Regions from separate parts of the Zea mays genome. Here all the other regions are linked to region 3. A link is a contact called in public Hi-C data. All regions are on one chromosome and are shown on one strand. Each heading gives the region's core, a stretch centred on a gene start, on an enhancer-like site or on the middle of the called end of the contact. The rest is flanking DNA. Distances are from core to core; before and after follow the strand shown.

Evidence for each region. Hi-C and Micro-C count contacts between places; a contact is called where the count stands out from the background.
Region 1: a Hi-C map of leaf shows a contact between it and region 3, with 2.7 times the contacts expected there. The contact joins the promoter of LOC541845 here to the promoter of LOC100217077 in region 3. A contact is called at or near these places in 9 of 25 Hi-C or Micro-C datasets (bundle sheath, ear, leaf and 3 more) and 2 of 3 datasets of contacts at active chromatin or transcription factors (leaf and seedling).
Region 2: a contact with region 3 is called in a Hi-C map of ear, with 2.2 times the contacts expected there. The contact joins the enhancer-like site here to the promoter of LOC100217077 in region 3. A contact is called at or near these places in 2 of 25 Hi-C or Micro-C datasets (ear and tassel) and 1 of 3 datasets of contacts at active chromatin or transcription factors (leaf).

What each region holds. Positions count from the first base shown.
Region 1 is chr7:133,809,429-133,813,260 of Zm-B73-REFERENCE-NAM-5.0, reverse strand. It overlaps LOC541845 (glutathione transferase23), which reads right to left and starts at 1,853. Exons shown (of 2, transcript NM_001111524.2): 1 at 1,434-1,853; 2 at 808-1,333. The coding sequence starts at 1,751. The coding sequence ends at 983. LOC103632874 (purine permease 3) reads left to right here. Exons shown (of 2, transcript XM_008654590.4): 2 at 23-714. The coding sequence ends at 382.
Region 2 is chr7:133,760,991-133,765,244 of Zm-B73-REFERENCE-NAM-5.0, reverse strand. No RefSeq gene overlaps it. Among protein-coding and RNA genes, the nearest start is that of LOC541845, 48 kb to the left of the region's middle. Within about 2 kb of position 1,999, at least 8 of the 20 cell types and tissues checked have an H3K27ac peak or open chromatin away from gene starts, as enhancers often do. A contact at or near this core is called in ear, where this site is marked.
Region 3 is chr7:133,483,574-133,487,971 of Zm-B73-REFERENCE-NAM-5.0, reverse strand. It overlaps LOC100217077, which reads left to right and starts at 1,845. Exons shown (of 3, transcript NM_001143447.1): 1 at 1,845-2,828. The coding sequence starts at 2,090.

The DNA.
Region 1 (3,832 bases), core at 604-3,103, 330 kb before region 3:
ATGAAAAAAAGTATGCATGCAGGCGATCCCGCGGGAGGCGAGGCGGTACAAGCTTGGGGAGGCGCGGTACTACGCGGTGCTGGCGTGGTCGGCGGTGCTGTGGCAGTGCTTCTTCCTGGGCGCGGTGGGCGTCATCTTCTGCGTGCACACGCTGCTGGCGGGCATCCTCATCGCGGTGTTCATCCCGGTGACGGAGGTGGCGGCCGTCATCTTCCTGCGCGAGAGGTTCAGTAGCGAGAAAGGCGTGGCGCTGGTGCTCTCGCTCTGGGGCCTCGCGTCCTACTCCTACGGCGAGTGGAGCGAGGCCAGGGCCAAGAAGAGGAAGACCAGGACGGAGGAGGGCGCCGCAGCCGCGGAGGCCCTGCAGCAGGCGAACCCGTGATGCTGCTGCGGACTTTGGCCTGGCCTCTTCGATCTTCCCCGTTGTGTGTATATCAGTATATGTTGTGATTGTGATCGCTGCTGTGTGCTACGTGGATAGCGTCCTGAATCGTCGTCACCTGCAGCTGTCGCTTCTGGTGTGGGTGCTCTTCTGTTCGGCGGTGGACGTTGGCCAATACTGTGCTGCATGGTGTGTAGATGTACCTTGGCAGTACCACGTTCGGTTCGGACAGTAAGTCTGGACCGGCGCACTTTGTGGGCCGATCCCAGTACAGGACTGATCTAATCTGAACGAATATAAAAAAAAGAAGAAATGTCTGTTTCTATGTGTTACTTTCTGTTGCTACCTTGCACGCCTGAAGAAAATCAGCTACTGGGATTGGGCAACAGGCCAACAGTTTGACGCACCGTGCGGTGCCACGAAGGTTATGCATGATGTATATGCATTATTATGGGACTACCATTCTGAAATGGAACAGAGGGGCAGAGGTCATCCAAACCTCGGCTGCACTGCACAACGTGCAAAAGTGCAACCAGTCCTTATTCAGCAATATATGAGCGTCGGCGGTGAAACTAGCTGCTCCAGAATTACTAGCCATATCTACGCGGAGAGGAGCTGCTCACGGCGGGCCTTGTTGGCGGCGAGGAGCCTGTCCCTGTCGGGCAGGGCCGCCTTCACCACGTCAAGGGCGAGGAACCGACCGAACCAGGCCTTCATCAGCGGCAGCTCCTCGTGGGTGACGACGCTGGCGCCGGTCACCTCCTCGATGACGGGGAGCCAGTGCGCGAACCACCCGACGACGATGTCGAGGTAGCCCACGGCGTCGCCGCCGAAGAACTTCTTCCCCTCCAAGGCCGTCTCCAGGGTCTTGAGGCACTGCTGGGCCTCGTGCACCGCCTTGCGCTGCGCCTCGCCGGTCGCGGTGAAGATCGGGTACAGAGCAGCGTTGCACTAGAGTAGAGTACAGAGAAGTCAGTCGTCGCGGGGCTCGTCCGGCTGCCCTGCGTCAGTAAGTAGATCATGTGGCTGCACCGCAGTTCGCGCGTCGTACCTTGTCTTCCGCGAACCTGGCCCAGAACCTCGCCTGGGCGCGCTCGTAGGGGTCGCCCGGCATGATGGGGTAGCCGCCCTTCCAGACCTCGTCGATGTACTCCACGATGATGGTGGACTCCGCGACCGGCTTGCCGTCGTGGACGAGCACGGGCACCTTCTTGGTCACCGGGTTGTGGCGGAGCAGGTCGGCGCTCTTGTTGGCGAGGTCCTCGTCGACGTACTCGTACTCGACGCCCTTCAGCCGCAGCGCCCACTCCACCCTGATCACCATGGGGCTCGCCCACATCCCCAACACCTTCACGCCCTTCTCGGCCATTATTGCTGGAGCTCAGGCGCTGCTCTTCTGCTGCTGCTGCTGGTGCTGCAACTACAGTAGACAAAGAGATCTTGTTCACCTTATAGTATAGATCACAGTCACAGATCGCGAAGCCATGACAAGTCAACTGTAGGGGTTCCGGGTCATAGTTGCCTTCTGAGGAGACCACGGGAACCCGTGTTGTTTACTAGTATAATCGGGAGACAAGGACATCAGAGTGAGCCTACTGGGAGTGTTGCGTACTGATGAAGCCTCTTGAAGAAAAAAATACTACAGAGGAAAAGCCCAATTACGCTAAAACATAATGAACTTGGTTATTTGCAATTTTACACGTTCCATTTCAGAAAGGTACGTGACAGAGTGATGGCTGCACGACTCAAACCACTTGAAAGGTTTTTTTAAGAGGGTGCCCTCAATTTCGCTGATGTGCTTATTTTTATCCTTAGTTGTGTTTTTTTACTCAATTTTACCCTTTTAGTGCTATAGAACAGAAGGACAAAACAAAACTGAACAAAAAACACGACTAATGATAAAAATGAGCACACCAGCAAAACCGAAGACACCAGCTTAAAAAACTCAATTTTCAATTTATCTCCCCTCGTGCTCCAAACACGGCAAATCTCACCAGCGGCGCATGGCGGTTGCTCACAATCACATAAACACAACCACCTCCAGTTGGAGTTTATTACCACATTACATCACAGATCGTAAAGAAATGCGGATACCTCTGCTTCAGCAAGACGCAATGGCAACCCTCACAGGACGCGCATATGGCATGCGCGCATACTACTTACTACTCTCACGGGAATATTGGTACCAGAGATGCACCCCACAGCAAACTCTGCCCCAGGATCCTCTATCAGCAATCATAGGTCCCGTAAGCCTTGAGCGACATTCCTTGATATCCTTTCATGAATTGGTTCCTGGATTTTACAAAAAAAAAACATTGATTGTAAGTATTTGTTTGTCTGCTAAACTAGAAGCATAAACAAAGCCTTCTGCATACCTGTGCTTCCGGGATCTCGAATTTCGTCTTCGTGATGTTTCAAACAGGAAAATGTAGCGGCAGCGGGTATTCAACCAAACCATTATTCAATTAGAATAAAAAAAACATTCTTGCAACAGTTCCGTGTACAGAACGCGCATAAATTATGTTGGACACGCGATAAGATAAGGGGGAGCTTTGAAGTGAGAAACAACAACAGAAACTTATAGAGATACATACCGCCAGGTAGACATGTCCAAATGGACCGGCCCGGCAGTGGGCCCGTGACCCGGCACGGTCGTGGCCCGGCACGAGTATGGCCCGGCCCGACCGGAACCGTGCCCGGGCCGGCCCGGTCCGATAGCCGTGCCGGGCTTGGGCTGGCCGTCTGGCCCGCGGTGCAGACACGGGCCCAACACGGTTATTTGGTAGGCACGATAACGGCCCGTTTTAGAAACTTATTTTGTAACTGTCAGTCTGTTTTTAGTTATAATACTGATAATATGTTATTATATAAGAGTATTCTGAATTGTTATATGTGTTTCTATGTGTATATGAAATTCTTTATCTAAGTATGTATCTAAAATTATAAATATAATTAATTGAATCTAAACTAAATTTAAATATTACCCTTAAATTCTGAATTTTAGAGTGTTTTTTTTGTGTTTACGGGTCCGGACCCGACCCGGCACGACAGGCCCGTCGTGCCTCCGACCCGGCACGGCCTGTATAAGAATAACCGTGATGGGCCTGGACTGCGTCAGCCAGCCCGCGGGCCGACCCGGCCCGGCACAACACTGAACCGTGCCGGGCTTGGACTGGCGCCCCTCGTGCCGGGCCCAGCCGTGCCCGTGCCGGGCCGGCCCGGCACGGCCCGTTGGATATGTATACCGCCGGGCCAACTCACAAACCAACTCTTCTGGAGCTTCTGGCAGAACCTGAATGTTTTGGGGTACATGTAAGTTTTCACACAAAAAAAAGATGAGTTGGATCATTATGGAACAAAATTCACAAGTGATTCTAACAACTGTATGAAGAAAATATACCGTGTCTTCATATGGATTGCAGTTGTTCTTGAACCAAAGCCTTAAAAACT
Region 2 (4,254 bases), core at 750-3,249, 280 kb before region 3:
GACCCCCGGGCTCGGCCTCGACTCCGGTCTCGGGAGGAATCGCGTCCTCGCCCGACCCCGGCCTCGGCCACAAGAGAAGTCTCCGCCTCGACGGACCCTGGGCTCGGACTGACCGTGCTGATAGGGGATGCATCATTCCCCTACTCCTAGCCTGCTCAGGCTACAAGGAACAAGACCGGCGTCCCATCTGACTTACCTCAGCGACGGGTAATGATGGTGCCCCGCGTGCGCCATGACGCCGATTGCTCTCAGCCCCTTACGACAGCAAGGAGACATCAGCAGGGTCCTTGCCGCGTTGTCAGCTGTGCTCCTACAGGACTCAGGCGCTCCTCCGGCGGCCACGCCATCACATGTACAGCGCTCAAGCTCTCCCCCGACAGCCACGTTGGCATGTACACAGGGCTTAGGCACTCCACTGCCGGACACGTTAGCACATAGCTACGCCCCCGTTGTACACATGAACTCTCTCCTTGCCTCTATAAAAGGGGAGTCCAGGGCCACCCTGAAAGGGGTTCAGAGGGTTCGCGCGAGGGGAAGCGGCGTACGAGCCCTCTCTCTCTCCCTCACGCGACACGCTTGTAACCCCTACTGCGAGCGGCATCCCTGCTGCAGGATAATACAAGGCTTGTCCCACATCTTGTGTTCCATCCTGCGCCAACCCATCTGAGTAGGGACACGCAGCGACAATTTACTCGTCGGTCCAGGGACCCCCCGGGGTCGAAACGCCGACAAAAACATAAGGCTATAATTCTTTTTAATTTTCTAATTTGAAAACTACACATTACAACAAACATAATACAAATTAATTTAAAAAACATGTAAATCATTGCAACTATCAATTCAAATTAATCAGCTCACTAACACGACTATCTAAATATTATTTAATTTATTCGGATATTGAATACGCATAAATCGATTACAGCAAACATAATTCAAATTTATTTATGAAAACATGTCAATTATTGGAAACACTGGTTTCAAATGTTAAGCAAAAATTTATGAAATTAACAAATTAATAGTTAATTTATTTTAGTCTCACATACACATTTTAGAATAGAGAAAATTGTCGCAGGGGTTCGCTCAAAATTAAATATAGACGATGGGATAGCGTGTAAAAATTGGACCTTTCTTATGCCTTCGGATGGCACACGAAGAGAGCGAATCAAAGGATCAATGGGGACACGACAACACTTTGATGACGGTGCTTGACGTGGCGCGACGATGGCGCAACTGCTGGTGCGATGGCGCGACAACGAGTAGCAAGGCGACGACTGAGAGTGACACACAACAATGAGCAGGTGCGCGGCATGTAGCAAGCAGCGAGCGCAGCACGGTTAGCAGGGGCAAGAGACGGTTCACGCACGGCGTAGAAGATGGCATGGTGGTGCATAGTGATGCACAACACAGGTGGCGCTGCTGCGTTGAGTGAGCAGTGCGTCGATGGCAGCTAGCAGCAGGAGAGCGAGCTTCCGCGTAGAGAAACTCGACGAGGGGCTCGACCACGGTAGGGAGAACGGTGTCGAGTGCTTCGGACAATGTCGTGGACGTGGAGAAGATCGCTAGCGAGAGCTCGCTCGACGATGAGGCATATGCAAGCGGAGCAGAGAAGCTGGCGTGTAGAGAATTTGGATGGCGGCCTGCAGCGCACGACACGACAGTAGCAGCAAGGAACTCGGAGCACGGAGGGAGAGAAGCGAGGCGAGTGCAGTAGCAGCTGAGCAAGGGTCAAGCACGGAGAAAAGGGATGAATGTCGGCACCATTTATAGGCTGGTAGAAGGAAATCACAGCCTCGAATTTGATTGCCGCAGAGAAACGTCCGCACGAAATGCCATTAATGGCAAGGAGAAACTGTCGTCGCGGAGAAGAGGAGTGGTCGCGGCAGTGGCGGAGAGAAGAGGGTGCTGGAGTGAGGAGAAAAGCTTTACGACAGCATTAATGGCGCACTATCGGTGTGGCTCAGTGCGTATTTAAGGCGCGAGAGTGGGGAAGGGATATGAACGGGCGTGTGACAGTGGTGCGATACAGGAAGGGAAACCGTCCGTCCAGCGCGGCAATGGTCCGTCCACCACCTGGGAACGCGAGCAGAGAATTTCACGCAGTAGTGTCCCAGCGGTTGCGTGCAGGAAGCCAAGTGAAATAAGTGAAACAAGGGCCCCACTCGCTATAGAGAAGAGGAAGAAGCGTTCCATTTAGAGATGGCAATGGGGACCCGATCCCCGATTCCCCGCGGGGAATTCCTCTATTAGGGGATGGGGATGGGAAAGTTTCTTCCCCCACGGGGATGTAAATGGGGAAAAGTTCTCCCCCGACGGGTAAACGGGGACGGGGATGGGGAAGCATTCCCCATCCCCGTTCCCCGCGGGGACCCGTTAAACTTACATGTGACAATGTTTTCATGTAATAGTTAATGATAAAAGTAAAGAATTACCTTATCAAGAGATCACCCGTTGTACAAATACATTGATTTTAATGTGCACATAATGAATTTTACATTTAACAATGTGTATAAGTGACAATATTTTACATTAATAACAAATGAAGTACAATTTAATTATAATTTAAGCGGGGATGGGGATCCCCGACGGGGAATTATCCCCGCGGGGAACGGGGATGGGGAAGAAATATCCCCCGCAAGCGTTCGTAGGGATCCCCGCGGGGAAATTTTTTTGTCGCGGGGACGGGTTTGGGGAGCTAAAACCCGACGGGGAATTCCCCGTTGCCATCCCTAGTTCCATTGGCTGGAACGACGGATTTTTTTTTTCAATTTCCTCTTTTACTTATATATATACTGAAAACTATAATAAATCCCAAAATAATATTTACAATACTAAAAACTTAAATTTTTAGGATTATTTTTTTAAGCTAAATTTTTTATTTTAAATAAATTGGGGTTCACACATAGAGAATAATTTAACTAAAATGAAATCTATCAAAATACATATTCCAAAAACAATAATTTAACGATTCATTATTATTTTCTAAAATAATATTTTTCTCACACAATTAAATTCAAGAATTGGACTTGAAATTCAAATCAGACAAAATATATACTTCGGCTATTTAAGAAATTATTCAGTTCAATTATATCAACATTTCATTATTTTTAAACATAAATATTTTTATTTCTACTGGAAAATAATAATATAAACTGAGTTATTTTCAGTTGACTGATTTAGGGTGTTACAAAATCTACCCCTAAAAAGAATCTCATCCTCGAGATTAAGGAAGGCTAGCAAGAAAGCAAAGGAGATACATAGTTATTTGTAGGTTCTTGGTTCACAAAAGACTCTTCTAACTTAAGGAACTTATTGTTTCTTCGCTCCGCATCGTACTTATAAATTGGTTGGTCTTCTGGATTATTGCTTGGGGTCTTGCTTTGCAGTCTTCTTCTCTAGTCAGTCAAGTCGCGTCTTAGTGCATTGACGAATAATATGTCCTTCGTTCTTGCAGTAGTAGCAAGCACCTCTTGCTTTGAGTTCTTTGCGAGTCAACTTTGCTTGACCAACAGGTGATGAGGGATGATTGGGTGTCTGTATCTCATATAGATGAGTCTGGCTTGATTCTTCTGTTTGGGTATTGTCGGCGTCTCAGACCCGGGGGGTCCCTGGACCGACGAGTAAAATTGTCGCTGCGTGCCCCTGCCCAGATGGGTTGGCACGGGATGGAACACAAGTGGAGGAATGGGCCTTGTATTATCCTGCACCGGGGTGCTCGTAGTAGGGGTTACAAGCGTTGCGAGAGAGCGAGGGCGAGAGAGAGCGAGTAGGAGAGAGCGAGAGCGAGAGAGAGAGAGAGGGTCCAGCCCCTGCTCGTCTTCTCCCGTCCCTTTGCCGTGCGTACGTATGTTCGTATGCTCGTCCCTCTGTCCCTCTCCCCCTCTCCTTGTCCGTCCTCGTCCTCCCCGTGGGGCCCTGGACACCCCCTTTTATAGACGTAAGGAGATGCCCAGCTGTACAATGGGGTGTTGCTGGGAGCTTAACGTGGCTGGCAAGGGAGTGCCCTGAGCCCTATACAGATAAAAACGTGGCCACCGGGGGGATGTCTTAAGTCCTGTAGAGGTAGTAACGTAACCGTCGGAGGAGTGCCTTGAGCCCTGTAGCAGTACAGCTGTCGGTGCTGTATGGATCCTGCTGACGTCTCCTTGCTTCCGTAGGGGGCTTGAGAACCACCGACGTCATGGTTGCATGCAGGAAACCACCATCGCCGTTTACCGGGGTAAGCCGGATGGGACGCCGGTCTTGTTCCTTTGTAGC
Region 3 (4,398 bases), core at 596-3,095:
CCACACGAGAGCTTCAGACCTTATCTGCCACCTCCCTCTCCCTATGCCCCTTTGGTCCCACTCGTCATCCCTAACCTCCAGCAGATGCGGCAGAAGAGGGTGCAACTGCTTGCACTCGGAGGCATGAAGAGCTCGACGCCTCTCGACAGGAGCGCAGGGAGGAGCAGAGTTTTTTGGTGTGGTAGTTTAATTACTTCGTATGAAGAGAAGGAAGTAGGAGGTGGCCTATTGGGTGCTGCTTACTCCTAATCTATGCTCACCGAGAGAGGAAAAGAGGTTGGTGGTTGCATGAGGTAAGAAGAGAGGAGTTTTGGGGCGTGTTTGCGACGGTGGTCCAGCAGCTTGGCTGCGCTCCTGAGCTGTAATTGGGCGTGTTTGCGTGCCTGGCCCACTTAAGAGCACAGTCGTGTGTACAAAAACGATGGCTCCGCCTGACTCCCTGGAAACGACGTTGGGGTTCGTTTTTCGGGGCTCGGCTACTCGTGGTATGCTCGTGGTGTAAGGCAGGAAAATTTCACGTGATGATAGGTGACTGAGGGATGGCAAACATCATCTGGTCTTGGCTGAACTCATTTCATACATGGACATAAACACGGTAAGTTGCAGCAGAAGCAGACCAACCCAGACCAAGTCTGATCATGTTGGGCGGGTCGAGCAGTAAAGAATCACAAACACGCCCTTGGTGTCTCTTGATGCTTGCTTGCTTTGAAGGAGATATACCCCTTATGCCACACCTGCTGGAGGGTAGGGATGATGAGTGGGACCAAGATGTCATAGTGAGAAGGCATGAAGCTCTCGTGCGACACTTAGAGATGGCAATGGGTACCCGAAACCCGAAACCCGATGGGTTTTTACCCCATTAGGGTACGGTTTTGGGTCAATTTTCATACCCATGGGTTTGTTAACGGGCATAAATCTGTACCCAGCGGGTTTATGGGTACGGGTTTGTTCCTATAGTACCCAAACCCGTGAACCCGTGGGTTTTTTAAACCCGACCAAATCTAGTGCATATTGTCATTTTATTTTATAAACGAACAACAAACTTGTTATTCCTTATTTACTTCATATTTTTTATCAATTGGTGAATGTATCAGTAGTCAGTGAGAGTGTTGCTTGCTTGATATTATAGTTTTTACTAGCGTTATATATGTGGTGGATGGATAACTTAGTGCAAGGTCACTTAATTATACAACTTATTATTTGTATTTCATTCTCTCTACTAATAATTTTTATACCAAATCATGAACTCGTTGTTCATTACATAGATTTTGGATCATGATATCATTAATCATTACGATACTTATTGATTATGAGAAGAACAAGTATATTGGAGATGAAACCCGCGGGTAACCCATGGGTACCCGTTAACCCGATGGGTACGGGTTTGGGCAAAATCTCAAACCCGTCATGGGTACGAGTTTTTTAATGGGCATAGATATTTTTCACGGGTACGGGTTTGGGACGGTAAAACTCAGCGGGTTTGTACCCGTTGTCATCTCTAGCGACACTGATGTTAACGTTGAGTTCACGGAAATGCTAGAAATTAATAACAGAGCAACCTTTCAATGCTATTTTTCTAAAGTGTGAATCTTTTAATAATAAGAAATTAATAACAGAGCAACCTTTCAATGCTATTTTTCTAAAGTGTGAATCTTTTAATAATATATATAATTTTCTATTAAAATAGACGATGAGTAGGAGTTGATTGAAAATCTGGAGATACTCCACTTTTCCGGTCCCATACTCCCATTCCTGCACCCGGATGGTCCTCCCGAATCCCGATCAGCCCAGCCGAGCCGACTAGACGAGTCCAACCAAAGGAGAACCAGGCAGGCCAATGGCCCCAAACGCCCAAACCCCACCTCCACGCCTCCACCCCACCGTCCTCCTCCTCATCTCACTCACTCCCTTTTCCTCACGCCCCCTCCCCGCCTCGAGCCCCTCGCTGGCTCGCTCCCATTCCCATCTCGCACCACCAACCTTCCGGATCCAGTGCCGCACGCCTCACTCCCCGTCCCCGACACCCATGACACGCAAGAGGCGCAAGCACGCCGCCGCCACCGCCGCCTAGGGTTCCGATCCCTTCCTCATGGATTCGCTGCCGCGTAAGCGCAAGGGCGCGCGCGCCGCGTGCTCCATGGCCGGATCCCGCCACGATGCGCCTGCCGCCCGCAAGCGCACCTGCCGCGAGCCCAAGCCGCGGCCCGAGAAGAAGAAGCCCTCTTCCGCCGATGAGGGCTCCGCCTCCGCCCGCGGCGGCGTGGTGATGACGGCGCCGCCCGCCAGCGGGCGGGCGGCGCCTGATAGCCCCGGGCGTGGGCTGAAGCGCAAGCTGGGCTGCATCGACTCCGCCACTCGGATGGGGCGGAAGAAGCGGCTCGAGAGCGAGTACGAGCTCGGCGCCGAGATCGGCCAGGGCAAGTTCGGCTCCGTCCGGATCTGCCGCGCTAAGGTCGGCGGCGACGAGTTCGCCTGCAAGGAGCTGCCCAAGAACGGCGAGGAGACGGTGCACCGCGAGGTGGAGATCATGCAGCACCTCTCGGGCCACCCGGGCGTCGTCACGCTCAGGGCCGTCTTCGAGGATGCCGACAAGTTTTACCTCGTCATGGAGCTCTGCAGCGGGGGGAGGTTGCTCGATGAGATCGCCAGGGAGGGGAAGTTTTCCGAGCAGCGTGCTGCCATTGTGATCAAGGATCTCATGGCAGTGCTCAAGTACTGCCACGAGATGGGTGTTGTGCACAGGGACGTTAAGCCGGAGAATATTTTGCTTACCAAGGCTGGGAAAGTGAAGCTTGCTGATTTCGGACTCGCTGCACGGGTCACTAATGGTATTTGTTTTACTACCTTGCTGTATTACTACCTTTCAGTCTGAAGCTCAAGACGAATAAGATCAATTTGTTAATAGTAGTATAGTACATTGCGAAGTCTAACATATTAGTGCGAAAAGTGAACTGAAAAAGCAGTAGAAGTCTAGAAGATCAACAGTCAGTCCAGCATTGGTTCTGCCATCTTTAAAATAATAATGTGATGTTAGAGACTAATCTATGGCCGTATTTAGGGCCTGTTCGAATGCACTAGAACTAATAATGAGCTGGCTAAAAAATTGCTAGTGAAATTAGCTGGCTAACTATAGCTGATTTTAGTTGGGTTGAACAAGCTAATGAACTAATGGGTAGTTGAGGGTGCAGTTAATAGTTAGCTGACTATTAGCTGGGGTGTTTGTCTCCAGCTAAAAGCAGCTAATAGTTGAACTATTAGCTGGGTTGTTTGGATGTCTCTAGTTAATTTTAGCAGCTAATTATTAGTTTTAGTGCATTCAAACAGGGCCTTAGCTGCAGAACGTCTAATGGTTCAGCTATTTTTCATGTTGCGGGTGTCATGGTCTTAGAATTCCTCTTCATACAAACTCATCTATGTTTTAGCATGACTACTTAGTATCTTTGCTAGTTGCCCATATGTGGCCTTGACTTCAGTTTCAGCTAGTGTGATGTAAATGAGTTGGGGAGTCAAACTAATTTATTCGTCTATGGTCTAGGGGCCTAAGTGAGCCGTGTAGCTCTGGTATTCCTGCCTTGGTTGTGTAACAAGCAAATGAGGCTAAGTGGCTAACTCAAGTACTCAACCTTTCTTCAGGGCATGAGCTGCCTCATCTCTGGAGTCCTCTTTAAGTTGGCAACAGCCTGTGTCTGTCTCAGTGATTTTTTGTGTGTCCCTTCTGTGTTTGAACTGACAATTGACATGAACTTTTGTGTGGTATAATTACTTGGCAAGAAGAAATGTTGCCATCAATACTTGCTCACAGAAATGAGTGCAAGCTGTTTTTTGGAGTCGTGAGTTCATAGCAAGTGTCCATTCACATTTCAACTCATCTTGCTAGGTATGATAAAATATTTGAGACCTGGTGCTTGGAAGTTCTTTATATTGGGTTTTTGTTTTCTTCCTTTGAATTTCAAAGTTAAGGATTTACGTTGATGCACAAGACAATGATTTGTGTTATCCCCAATACAAAGAGCTAGGTGAACTTTGCTACCATTGGTCTCATGGTCATGTACTCCCTCCACCCACAAAAGAATGCAATTCTAGCATAGTACCAACTACCAAGCTAAAAATTTAAAAATATTGTTATTTATAATACTCCTTCCATCTCATAAGATAAGACATAATTTTTTGGCACTTTCTTTAGAGTGGAACTTTGACCATTAATTTCTTTTAAAATATGCCATCAACAAGTACAAATTGACTATCATGTTAAAGTATTTTTGAATACAAATTCAAGTATATAACATGCATACACTAAAAATCTATGTTTTTCGCTGAAGTATTAGTCAACATTTTGAAATGTTGACTTCTCTAAAAACATGCACTCCTTATTTTATGGGATGGAGAGAGTGTTGAATA